Regions from separate parts of the Mus musculus genome. Here regions 1 and 3 are each linked to region 2. A link is a contact called in public HiChIP or PLAC-seq and Micro-C data. All regions are on one chromosome and are shown on one strand. Each heading gives the region's core, a stretch centred on a gene start, on an enhancer-like site or on the middle of the called end of the contact. The rest is flanking DNA. Distances are from core to core; before and after follow the strand shown. Region 1 holds the start of Phf20 (PHD finger protein 20). Region 2 holds the start of Uqcc1 (ubiquinol-cytochrome c reductase complex assembly factor 1). Region 3 holds the start of Gss (glutathione synthetase).

What was found. Hi-C and Micro-C count contacts between places; a contact is called where the count stands out from the background. HiChIP or PLAC-seq counts read pairs in DNA pulled down with a chosen protein or histone mark.
Region 1: a Micro-C map of embryonic stem cells shows a contact between it and region 2, with 2.7 times the contacts expected there. The contact joins the promoter of Phf20 here to the promoter of Uqcc1 in region 2. A contact is called at or near these places in 2 of 39 promoter capture datasets (liver and pre-B cells), 1 of 484 Hi-C or Micro-C datasets (embryonic stem cells), 3 of 115 datasets of contacts at active chromatin or transcription factors (bone marrow-derived macrophages, embryonic stem cells and memory CD8 T cells) and 1 of 9 other capture datasets (adipose tissue).
Region 3: an HNF4G HiChIP or PLAC-seq map of pancreatic cancer cells shows a contact between it and region 2. The contact joins the promoter of Gss here to the promoter of Uqcc1 in region 2. A contact is called at or near these places in 1 of 39 promoter capture datasets (hippocampal neurons) and 3 of 115 datasets of contacts at active chromatin or transcription factors (embryonic stem cells, memory CD8 T cells and pancreatic cancer cells).

The regions. Positions count from the first base shown.
Region 1 is chr2:156,194,764-156,198,853 of GRCm38.p6, forward strand. It overlaps Phf20 (PHD finger protein 20), which reads left to right and starts at 1,884. Exons shown (of 18, transcript NM_172674.2): 1 at 1,884-2,034.
Region 2 is chr2:155,928,948-155,933,059 of GRCm38.p6, forward strand. Uqcc1 (ubiquinol-cytochrome c reductase complex assembly factor 1) reads right to left here and starts at 1,363. Exons shown (of 10, transcript NM_018888.4): 1 at 1,066-1,363. The coding sequence starts at 1,089.
Region 3 is chr2:155,590,344-155,594,430 of GRCm38.p6, forward strand. It overlaps Gss (glutathione synthetase), which reads right to left and starts at 2,467. Exons shown (of 13, transcript NM_008180.2): 1 at 2,351-2,467. Gssos2 (a long non-coding RNA gene) reads left to right here. Exons shown (of 5, transcript XR_001783522.2): 4 at 1,680-1,825; 5 at 2,109-4,087.

The sequences.
Region 1 (4,090 bases), core at 634-3,133, 270 kb after region 2:
GTCCTGTGGATCACACAGTGAGGAATTCCTGATAACAAAACCAACTAGGCCTCCAGCTTCAGATGGCTGAAAACAGTGACTGTGGAGGGTTTGGAATGTTGCAGGTCTCAGAGCTGGTTTCTCCTGGGCTTCTAAAGGCCCATCTGTGTGTCAGATCTAGGATCCCAATAAAAGACAAGCCATGAACTGTATAGTTAACAAAGCCCTATTCTCCACCAATGGAAGGGCTAAGAATGCTACCACATAGCATTTAAGCCCTCCAGCTGAGATTACTCCATTTTACTCTAACTACTTACTTAATGTTTCTACTAATTTCTTGTTGTTTTGTGCTTTTGTGTTTTGTTTTTTTTCTTACTCTCTCTCTCTCTCTCATTTTTTGTTTTTGTTTTTGTTTTTCTTCTTTGAGACAGGATTTCTCTGTGTAGCCCTGGCTGTCCTCCTGGAACTCACTTTGTAGACCAGGCTGGCCTCAAACTCAGAAATCCACCTGCCTCCTGAGTGCTGGGATTAAAGTCTTGTGCCACCACGCCTGGCCTTTTTTTTTTTTTGGTTTTAAGGCATTTATTGTAGAAAGGCAGAGAGAGGAAGAGAGTAGGGAAGGCTGAGAGTAAGAGCAAGAGAATAAGAGGTAAGAGAGTGTTCTCTTTGAGAGAGGCTTTCTCTTCATAACCCTAGCTGTCCTAGAATTTTCTATGTATGGGATTAAAGGAGCCACCACACCTGGGCTCTACTAATAAAATTTTTATTTTATCTTATTTTTATTTTTTATTTTTGGTTTCTTTGTATACTCCTGGCTGTCCTGGAACTCACTCTGTAGACCAGGCTGGCCTCCCAAGTACTGGGATTAAAGGTGTACGCTGCCACCACCGCCCGGCTTTTTTTTTTGGGGGGGGGGGGCAAATGTTTTGCTTGGAGAGCTATGCTTTTGTGTGAAGAATGACTTTTTTTTTTTTTTGAGACAGGGTTTCTCTGTATAGCTCTGGCTGTGGTGGAACTCACTCTGTAGAACAGGCTGGCACTACACGAAAACAGTGAACAATGACTTTAATCTCAGTATGTCAGGGGCAGAAATGTGGATCACTGTGAGTTCAAGACAAACCTGTCTATACACTGATTTCCAGTCTAGCCAAGGCTACACATATTGAAACTGTTTCAGAAACAAACAAACAAACAAACAAAAACAGCATCAAGTGTGGTTAGATGAGCAAAGGCTTAGATTGACAAGTAGTGTAGGGACATGATGCGATTAGACATAATTTAAGAAGTGCAAGTTTGGTTGCTCCCAGTGTCAAATCAAAGCATGATCGCCTCAGTAAATAGCAATTTTACCACTTCTCGTTAGCACTTGCTAAGTCCCACTGGAGAAACCTCTTTTTTGTTGTGGCGGCATCTTGGACCTTGCTCCCTAGAGACAAAATTCGGCTTTTTCTTTTCAGTTCCCGTTGGAATCCTTTTCTAAGGATGAGAGAGAGCAAAGGCAGAGGTGAGAAGGTTCAGATGAGGACTTGATAGGGGCAGAGCACAGAGGGCGGACTGGTGACAATCGATCTTGAAGATTTAGCTCTTCTTCTGGAGAAGGAACAAGTCGTTCTGATAAGCTCTTGCGTGTGAAGAGCGGATTGGAAGAGGGAAAGTAGTGAGCTGTAAAGACTACGATCTCCGTGGAGCGTGGTGACAGACGGGGTAGAGGGAGGTGGGCGACTTTCCACCATTTAGAAGGAGAACTAAGAGGGTACATAGGCAGCACCCAGGCCAATGCTTCTGGTGACCTCAGCCGTCACGGGTGAGTGCGGACTCGGCGTTCCCGCTTCAGGGAGGTGGGCGTGGCTTGCTCGCGCTGTCGTCCTGGCGACCGGGAGGGGCGGGGCCCGGGGCGGGGCTGTAGGGAGGCTGCGTCACTCGGCGGTGGAGATGGTGCGTGTGTGTGGGGGGCGGGGGATACGCTGGGCGCGTCCCCGGGGTCACGTGGTGCGCAGCGCGCACAGTCCTTCTGTCGGTTGGTCTGGAGCGGCGCAGCAGGAGCGGGGCCGTGAGGTGAGCTCGTGGCGAGGCGCGGCGACGCGAAGCCAGCTGGTTGGGGCCGTGTTGGGGGCAGGCCCCGTGCCGCGCGCGCGCTGTGCGGGCGGGACCGGGGACGGACGCCCCGGCCACTGCGGGACCCTGGCTCACTCCTGTTCCCCGACTGGCCCCCGGATCACCCAGCCCCGGAGGGAGGCCCGGGGACCGCTGCTGAGAGCGTGGCGGGCGTGCGAGCGTCGCCCAATCACTGCGGCTACCCGCGGGAATGACGGCCGCTCAGGCCAATCAGCGGGGCCCGAGGGGGCTGGGCCGCGAGGTGCGGGCCCGGGGCGCGGAACGGGGCAGTGGGGGTGGGGATGGGTGCTGAGGCTGCACCCCCTGCTTAGTCCGCGAGATAGGGGGAGGCCTAAGCTGCTGCCTCTGCCGCGGGGACGGGTTTTCGTGAAGTGCCTTTCTTATCCTGATCTGGGAAGCACACCCTTTCCTCACGACCCTGTATATGGGAGTGTCCCCTTTCTCTGTAGTTTGGAAAATCTGGGCGTCCCTCCACTCTTAAAATCTCTAATCTTGGGATTTTTCTCTCGATTTCTAACCGTCCCTGAAAACGGATTGAAATCATACTCTCTTTTCTTTGCTCCCCCATACTGAGGGAACACTCCTATATTCAAACCTAATTAACAGTTTTCCCTTTTCAATTTGGGGTCCAGTCCGTTAGTAGGTTCCTCAGAAATCAGGTCACTAACCAAAGTTATCTAATACTTTATTATTATTATTATATCCCACAACTCCAGGGAGGACGACCTCTGTCCAGGCCTCAGCTCTGGTATGTTTTCAGAAGTTAGTGAATGTGGGGGTCAGTTCTTTTTTTCTTAGTCCTTTAGTGTGGAATGCGCACCCCTTTCAGGCTCTTCTCCAAATCCTGATGCTTCTGGCACATAGTTTGCAGTTTCATCTGTAAGGGGCTTCACTAACGTGTCCTTAAGTATGTCTTGGGGCTGCACTCTTTGATGAGTTCTCCAAGCTACCTTGTTTCTCCGGGGGGGGGGGGGAGGGGATTTGTTTTCCTATCTGAGAGTATCTTTGCTTTCAGTGTCCCTTTAAGGTTTGAGATGCGCCTCTTTTAGCAGGAAACAGACCACCTTTGGGGCGCAGCAAGTACTTCTGGCACACTTTTCTCCTGAATCCTTTCATTCCTAAATGTGGTGCACCCCCCACCCACCCATTTTTCCCACAGCTTCCTTTTTTTTTTTCCTAGTTGAAAGCCATATTTATTTGGCCTGTGCAAATTCCAGGAAGTTATCCCTCTGCTTCCAATTTGTGGGACTTAGAGATCGAACTCAGATGGTCATTCTTGGCTTTAAGTGCTGAGGCATCTAGCTAGACAGTCCGTGTCGTGTCCCCCCCCCCCCCCCCCGCCCCCCCAAGGGTTTCTCTGTGTAGCCCTGGCTGTCCTGGAACTCACTCTGTAGACCAGGCTGACTTGGAACTCAGAAATCCGCCTGCCTCTGCCTCCCAAGTGCTGGGATTAAAGGCATGCGCCACCACGCCAGGCTGTCTCTTTCTCTCTTTCTTTTTTCTTTTTCTTTCTCCCTCTTTGTTTGTTTTTCTTTGTAGCTTTTCTGCCATCAAGATAGTTTCAGTCTTAAGTTCCCTTCCCTCTTTGGAACCTCATTCCCTAATGTGCTCTCCCGGGCTCTTGGGCCTTCCTTCCTGTGTTGAGTGCATAGCTGCAAAACACTTCGTCTGTGGCCTCTTCTTTTTTATTCCTCAGGGCAGTTCTTATAGTTACCCCACCCTGAGCTGTTCTTCCCTGATAGGATGCCCTTTCATGCACATGGCTTTTATTTGTCGGTTGTGAGGTTGTCTCCCTGGGTAGCTCAGGTTATCCTGGAACTTCCTAGGTGGCTCAGGTTGGCTTTGAAACCCCCTGCCTCTGCCTTACAAGTGCCAGGGCACAGGCAAGAACTTCCATGTCTGGTTCACATGACTTTTTATAGGTAGTTTATTTTTTTGCAAACAGGAATTCTCTTTTGGTTCATGGCCTGTCCAGACATTTTTCTAGTTTCTGGTT
Region 2 (4,112 bases), core at 113-2,612:
AATAATTTACAACAGGCCAGTGACCATTTTCCCCAGTCACCCTCAGAGCTCAATTCCACTTCTGCCTTAGTTAGCATCTGTAATTACTCCAGCAAATGAACCACTCTCTGGGTAACAGGCACATGCCTCTCAAACAAAACCTCTTGAGCAGCAACTGAAGAAGCAGTCTGCCAGGATGGCAAGGAATCTAAGTAGAATGCAGAGTGAACTGATGCAAAACACATGGACAACGCAAAAGACAGCCAGAGGCAGGAGTAATGTCTGCTATGTAAAACAGTGCCCTTGACCAAGTTCTGTAAATGCCTGACTTAAATTACAAACTGCCCATGTCTTCATGAGTAGGGACCAATTCCACTCTGTCATTTTCTTAACCCGTCCTAGAAGTCAGTAGTGACTCTAAAGAGGATTTAAGACCAGAGGATTTAAGACCAAATCTCAGGTGGGAATTGAACAGAGCTCCCCACGAGACTTAGAACCAGTCTAGAAGTCTTTCCTTCCTTCATTCAACAAGTGTTAGGTTGGGCCAAATACGCTGGGCAAAGAGAAAGCCACGGGGCAGTTTCTCCTGCAGCTTTTGCTCTAATAACTTGTGCATTCCACTGAACTATACAAGTAAAAATTCATTTAAAGTTTCTACAACAAACTAAACCTCAGAATCCAAAGGGGCCTGTAACAGAGAAATGTCCTTATTTTTCACATGGACCAGGGACCATCCAGTATCTTACTCAAGGTCACACTGCACAGTGACAGTCATGGACTGGACCCACCTCCCCCGGTCTTCCCCGCAACCCCCTATTCCAGTCAGTGCCCCACGTGTTTTTATCCTGAAGAACGATCCTCATTACATAAAGATCCGAGGCCACTACCTTCTAAAAAGGTGGAGTCAAGGCCAAAACAGGGGTAAGGAGAAGTGGAAAGGTGCTTCAGTTTCCCTGGGGAAAGGCGACCACGCAAAGGAGCTACAGCACAGGCTCCCCCATTTCTCCCCAGCTCCTCCCGCCCCGCCCTCTCCAAGCCCAACCTGGAGACGCGCGTGCGTCTCTAGAAAAGTACTCCTGCACTCACAAGGACTCGCACCAGCAACGCCATGTTCCTCCACAATCATTTCCGGGTGAAAGGTGGGCTTCCGGAATCCCGATTGTCACCACCCACTCAGCCGCTGTCCCCTTGCTAAAGGTAGTCAGGCTCTGGAGGCGGCGCAGGCGTAGTTTTCGCAACTGCGCACCCGCGGTTTTCCTGCCGTGGATCTGAATGAGGTTCCAGGACGCGAGACTCCTCGCCGGTCTTAAGTCGCTGCTGCGCGTCACAAGGGCTCACGTTCTTCCTCTACACACACCCCGGCCTGGCCTCTCACATCCCTCTCATCCTTCCGTTAACCCCTAACAGCCATTTCTTTCCTGACTCCGCCCCCAGGAGACCACAAGGCTCAGACTTCCCAATAGTTAAAAAAGAGGCCTGGGAGTCTGAGAACCTAAGGGCACAGTCCTGGAAAGCCAGAAAAGGAGGTGGTCAAGTACTGACCTGACGCTCGACAGAAGAGGAGCTTGAGGCTCGTGCTTGGCTGTAACACATCTTTGAATACTGACTGATAGGAAAGACTTAGTAAAGGAAGGCCAAGCATTGTGGCACACGCCTTTAACCCCAGTACTCAAGAGGCACAGACAGGCTGATCTCTGAGTTAGAAGACAGCCTTGTCCACAGAGTGAGTTCCAGGACAGCCAGGAGAAACCCTTGGCTCCAAAACAAAACAAACAAACAAACAAAGCAAAATTAGTAATTGAGGAGAAAGAAGGATGCGAGGAGTTGTCTGTGGCAATGGGCAAGTAGATTGTCTCAGTCAAAGAACGCTTACATCCCATGAGAAGTGGACAAGAGAAGACATTGCTGCTTCAGTGACTGACCAGGAGCCAGAGCTTAGAGGCTGAAGCACTTCCTGTCCACCAGTCAATAAAGACCTACTGAGTATTCAGTGTTCATTTAGCCTGCACTGGATACCAAAAAGGTGTGGACAACGCTGAGGAGCTTGTGAGTTAGTGGGGCAAGTACCGGTAGCGTAGGTCTGGGCAGACAACTCGTAAAAAAACAAAAACAAAAAAACCAACCAAACAAAAAAACACCTGATATGAAGGAAACAATAAATAGCTAATAAAAACAATATGGGTGATTACTTGGCCAGCTTAGCAGGATAAAGCCTATAGGAGAAACTGAGAGGTAAAGTGGGATTCAGGGTGATCTTTTGCCCCCTTCTTTCTCCCTTTTAAATAAAATTTGATGTAGCCCAGGCTGACCTCAGGCTCTATGTAGCTGAGGCTAGCCTTGAAATGCATTCATCTCCTGAGTGCCTATGATACTATGTCCAGCCTCTCAATTTTGGTTTGGTTTGGTTTGGTTTGCCTCTGTCTCCCAACTGCTACCACACCTGGCAAAATTCTGTATATTTATCGAGTTTCTGGTTTTTAAATGTTTGCGTGTGAAATGACTAAATTAACCTTGTGACAGAGTAAGACAATGGAGCAATTCCTCCGTCTTGTATTCTTGCTGAGGCCATTTCAGGTTTAATTAGAATTTGATCTCCTTGATGGAGACTCCTGTGGGAAATTACCCAACTCTATTCTAGGAACCCAAGGTCAGGATGCCCTAGTTAACCTGTCTTGGCTCCTGCTTGTGCCAACCTCCCCCTCCAGCTAACTGCTTACCCCAGCTTCTGTTAAACTGCTTGCTTATGTGAGGGACCCCTGCAGCTGCTGAGGAAATGCCAGGAAATGGGTTCTGCCTAAAAAAAAGAAAAGAAAAAAAAAAAAAAAAAAAAAAACATGCTCTGGGCTAGAAAGATGGCTCAGTGGTTAGGAGCACTGACTGCCTGAGTTGAATTCCCAGTAAACATGTGGTAGCTCACAACCATCTGTAATGGAATCTGATGCCCTCTTCTGGTGCTTTGAAGACAAGTACAGTGTACTCATATACATATAATGAATAATTCTTTAAAAGAAAGAAAGAAAGAAAGAAAGAAAGAAAGAAAGAAAGAAAGAAAGAAAGAAAGAAAGAAAGAAAGAAAGAAAGAAAGAAAGAAAGAAAGAAAGAAAAGAAAGGAAGAAAGAAAGAAAAGTAATTCGAAAAATAAAATACACCTGGTGGTAGTGACGCATACCTTTAATTCCAGCACTAGGAAGGCAGAGGCAGGTGGATCTCTTGAGTTTGACCAGCCTGGTCTACACAGTGAGTTCCAGGCCAACCAGAGCTACACAAAGAAACTTGTGATATATATACACACACATATATACACACATATATGTGTTTATATACATATATTACCTATATATACGTATTCATAAATATATGTGAGAGAGAGCAGTTAACTATAGTCATCAAACTATAAGAGGCCTCTTGAATTTATTCTTTCTTTCTCTCTAAGTTACATTTTGTGTCCTGTGGCCAACATTTCCGCCTCCTTCTGGACTCCTAAGAGCCACAATTGCTGTTCACTTCCATGAGTTCATTTTTAGGTTAAGTACTTGTCGGTGTGTCTGACTTATCTAACTTAACAATGTCCCAATAGACAAGACACTCTTCTTTCTTGTCTGGCTGAGCAGCACTCTACAATGAATGCAAACATTCACGTCCCTGCTGACCTGCTGATGGACACTTGCATTGTCAGCGTTATGTGTTGGCAGTTGTGATTGAGGCTGCATGAATGTGTGAAGACTGATTTCATTGTCTGTAGATGGATGGCCAATAGCAGGGTGGCTAGATTATGTAATAATTCTGCTTTTAAGTCTTTGTAGGGTCTTCCATTTTGTCTCTTCAGTAGCCATTGTAACTGGTTTTCCTGCTTACAGTATTGCTAGTGTTTCTTTTTCTTCTTCATCAATGCCAGTTATAAAATCTAGCCTCACAGATATGATAGCTTATAGTGGTTTCAAATTTATACCTCCCTGATTATTAATGATGAAGTATTTTCCCCATGTGCCTATTGGCTTATTATATATCTTTTGGGGAGAAATGACTATTATCAAAAAATCCTTTGCCCATTGTTGTGGGCCAGTGCTGGCTTTTTTGGTTGGTTGGTTGGCTGGATGACTGGGTGGGTTGGTGGTTTGAGATAAGTAAGCCTG
Region 3 (4,087 bases), core at 1,217-3,716, 340 kb before region 2:
AGCAGGAAGGAACCAAACAGTGTGTGTGACTCAGGCTCACTCATAACAACTCACTCCTCCAAGAAGTAACTAGGCCTCAAAAGAGCGACCTCAATAGCTTCCAAGGGCAGCTTCCTCAGTGATCTAGGGACATCCCACAGGCCTCACCTCTTAAGGGTCCCACCACTACCCAAAATCACTACACTGGGGACCAAGCCTAACCCATGAACCCATAGCTGAGTGCTAGGCTAGGAACTTGTTCTGTTTGTTCCCACTCCACAAGCAGTGGGAGGCCTGTTAGAGGTTGTATGGAAACCCAGGAACAGGGCCAAAATAACCCATGGCTCCAACATTAGAGCAACTGGACCTCCACTAGTCCCATCTCTCCACAGATGTCTGTCCATGGGCTTCTGCTTGGCTGACAAGACTGTTAAACGGCTGGGAACTGGCAACCCAGAGAAAGAGAACACATTAAAAATAATCACTACAGATGGGCATAGTGGTGCAGGGCTGTAATCCCAGTACTCAGGAGGTGGAGGCAGGAGAACCATGAGTTTGAGGCTAGCCTGGGCTACACAGCAAGTCTCTGTATCAGCTGAAGCAATGGCTCTGTGGGTAAGGTGCTAGCCACACAAACATGAGAAGTCTATCCTCGGCACCCATAAAAGATGGAACACAGTAGTGGGATTGAAGCCAACATCATGCCCCATAGCCTTCAAAGCAGAGAGCTTAATTAGTCAACTATTCAGCTGGGTGTGGTCATGCCTGCCTGTGAGACCAGTGCTTGGGAGGCTGAGAGTGGAGGATTGCTGAGTTGGAGGCCAGCCTGGGTGACAGAGCAAGATCCTGACCAGGAAAAGAAGTAATGAAACTTGTTAGCTCAAATGCTGTTGGAGATACAGCCCTGGCTGGCCTGGCGCTCAGGCTAGGCTAGCTTTGAACTTGCAGTGCTGGGGAGATCATGACAGCTGGACATTTGCAGCTTGCTGGTTAGTGAATGCGAGTGAGCTCCAGGTTCAGTAAGGCCCTGTCTTTAAAAACAAAAAAAATAAGGTAGAGGGCGAAGGAGGGGGCTAGCAGGTAAAGAGCTCAGACCCCCAATTATGCACATAAATCCTGGGCAGATAGTGAGCAGGCTATAATCCCAGAGGTGCAGAGAGGAAGTGCACTGATCAGGGAAGACACCTGATGCTCAGGGCACCCTCACATACAAACACTGACAGCACATCTGCATCTCACACACACACATACATACACACACACACACACACACACCAGTGTTTGGGTGTCCATGCATATTCATGAACAAAAACACTATACTAGTAATAACTAGACAATGCTAACTGGGCCCCTTGTTTTCCTTTCTACAGATTTAACTGTTCTGTGACTTGTTTGGCTGGTGACACTCAAGTTTGTATTTACACAGCAAGTTCTTTCCTGGTTTTCAATCTAGAACACTCCTCCTGCTCCCTGGGGCGGTCCTCCTCTAATGAGTCTCACCCTGACATCCCAGCCTCACGTGCACTTTTCTCTTACAGCCCATTTCTTCCAGTCCTGTGGATTCTGCTGACTAAATGCAGCGCTTTGAATTCCCTCATGTCTGCCTCTACTGCCAACCCACTCCTCTTCCTGGGCACTTTCAGAGTAGTAAAGGCATCTTAAGTGACTAAAACACACCAGCCTCTCTCTCTTACTTTCAGATCTTGGATGATGACGCTTTCCTGCTTTCCTCGCTTTCCTGCTTTCCTCGTGGCTTAAAGGTTCTCCCACTGAGCTACATCCCCAGCCTCTGTACCCCCAACTCTTGATTCTGTTTTGGAAGCCATCGCCGGATTTCTCTGTCCAGGTTCGTACCTCTATCATAAAAATAGCATTTGCCTTGATACTTCATTGAAGGTTAAATAAGTAAGTGGTGAATGAATCACGAAAAACTTTAAAACGCCCACACAGAAATCCCGTTGGACTTTAATCCCCTGGGCGAGGCGAGTGCGGGCTCAGGGCCTCGGGCTACAACACAGTCGCTTGTCCTGTCTTGTCCCCGTGATGGGCCCCGTCCGCTCCCCATCCCTAGACAAAGTTTGTTCCTGATCTCTCCCAGTTTTTGATGGTGGCTTGTTTATTTTCCCTAGAACTCTGGCTCTAGCCTCGCTAACAGTGTCCGAGCTGGGAACCGGCGATCTGGAAATCTAGGTTCAGCACGCCCAGCACAAGCCCCTCACTGGACACAAGTTTCCCGGTGCTCGCCGCGTTCCCAGCCACCGCGTCATCTGCCCGCTCGCCGCGTTCTAATCGCTCTCAGACCCCTCCCTCACCGCTCTCCTCCCAAGGAAACTTGACCCTCGCCAGCCGCCGTCGCGAAGCCCCGACTTACTCGCTCGTTGTCCAGCTGCTCGCCAAGCTCAAACTCCGCACGCCGTTACCCGGGCTCGGGGGGCGGGGCTTCGGTACGACCCAGTGCGCCTGCGCAGACCGCCCCGCAAGGCTAAAGAGGAGGGGTGGGGAAGGAGCCCTGTGTTTATGGAACTGGACGGCGGCCGGGAAGGGGCATTACATGAGCAGTGACCTGGGCTTTAAGGAATACGTCGGTACTCTAGGGAGAGCCTTGGTTGTGGCTACAACGGCGGGATGCTACCTGTTAGCTTAGTTCCCAGAGAGTTAGAGCTAGTGGCACGCTGTGAGATGGGGACACTCAAAGGCAGAAGAGAGCGTCGCATCCTCTGGGAACCCAGAGCAAAAGTTCTCTTAGCCACCCCTGTCTTCAGCCCCCATGGGGCTGTTTGTAAATATGCAAGTTCATTATCCTCTTCCCTCTATACAGACCCCTCATCCTCTGGCAACCTACAGTAATTTAACTTTGTTTTCCCTAGACTGTGAGAGGTTGATTCAAAATCTGAGTTATCTTGTATTAGTCAGGGTTCTCTAGTCACAGAACTTATGGGTAGTCTCTATATAGTGAGGGAATTTGTAGATGACTTACAGTCTGTAGTCCAACTCCCCAACAATGGTCAACAGCAGCTGTGAATGTCAGTCCAAGGATCTAGCTCAGTCCCACAAGGCAAGCAGGGCAAAGAAGAGCTAATCTTCCTTCTTCCAATGTCCTTATGTAGGTCTCCATCAGAAGGTGTGGCTCAGATTAAAAGTGTGTGCCTGGATCTGGGACTTGCTTTGTCCCAGATGACCTTAAACTCAGAGGTCTCCCTGTCTTAATCTTCTGGAATTCATAGTCACTAGGCCTCAAGATCTCCATGCCAAGATCCAGGTCAGAAACTTGTATCTCCCAGTCTCCAGATTAGGATCACAGGTGAACCTTCCAATTCTGGATTGTAGTTCATTCCAGATATAGTCAAGTTGACAATCAGGAATAGCCACTATATATACCTGATTTTAAAAAAAGATGTTCCTTTCTGATAAAAATTTTCCTGAAATGAATGTATCTGATCAAACCCTAGGGAATTATGCCTAAGATAGCAAACTCCTAATTGGTTTGGTGTAAATAAAAGGTGGGCTCTAGAGTGTGGGGCAGGCTGTTAAGAGCTGGCCTCAGGAAGAAACCTTGAGGCTGGAGATTTAGCAGAGACAAGACGCCATTCTATATATTAGGTACAGACAGACATGATCCAGAGTTAGCTGTAAGTTGGTGAGGCTCCAAGCCATCGCTGTGAAGGGAAAAAAGGGGAGGGGGAATGTCAAATTGAAGAGAGATTTATGAAGGAGAATTTCTACTGACTGTAAATCAGTGGCCTAACCCAGGGACCAAAATCCTTCCAACTCTTTAGATAAAGCAGGTGCCTCTCTCCAGTCTAGGAAGGACAGCCCTCCAGATGTCTCGTATGAATGGGACAGAGTTGGCAGGGAGGTGATCTGGCTGTTGCCAGAATAATGTTTGTGGTCTGATACCTTTTTCTTATTGCTTCTATAATGACCAGGTAGGAAGCAGCTGCCCCGACTGACAGACAAAAGTCACTGTATTAACCAGAGGTAAAGGTAGCTATTTCTGGTACTAAATGAATTACAGTACGCAGGGAGTAAGTGCTGGCTTGTACCTTTAATTCCAGCCTTTGGAAGGCAGAGGCAGGAGGATCTCAGTGAGTTCTAGACCAGCCTGGTT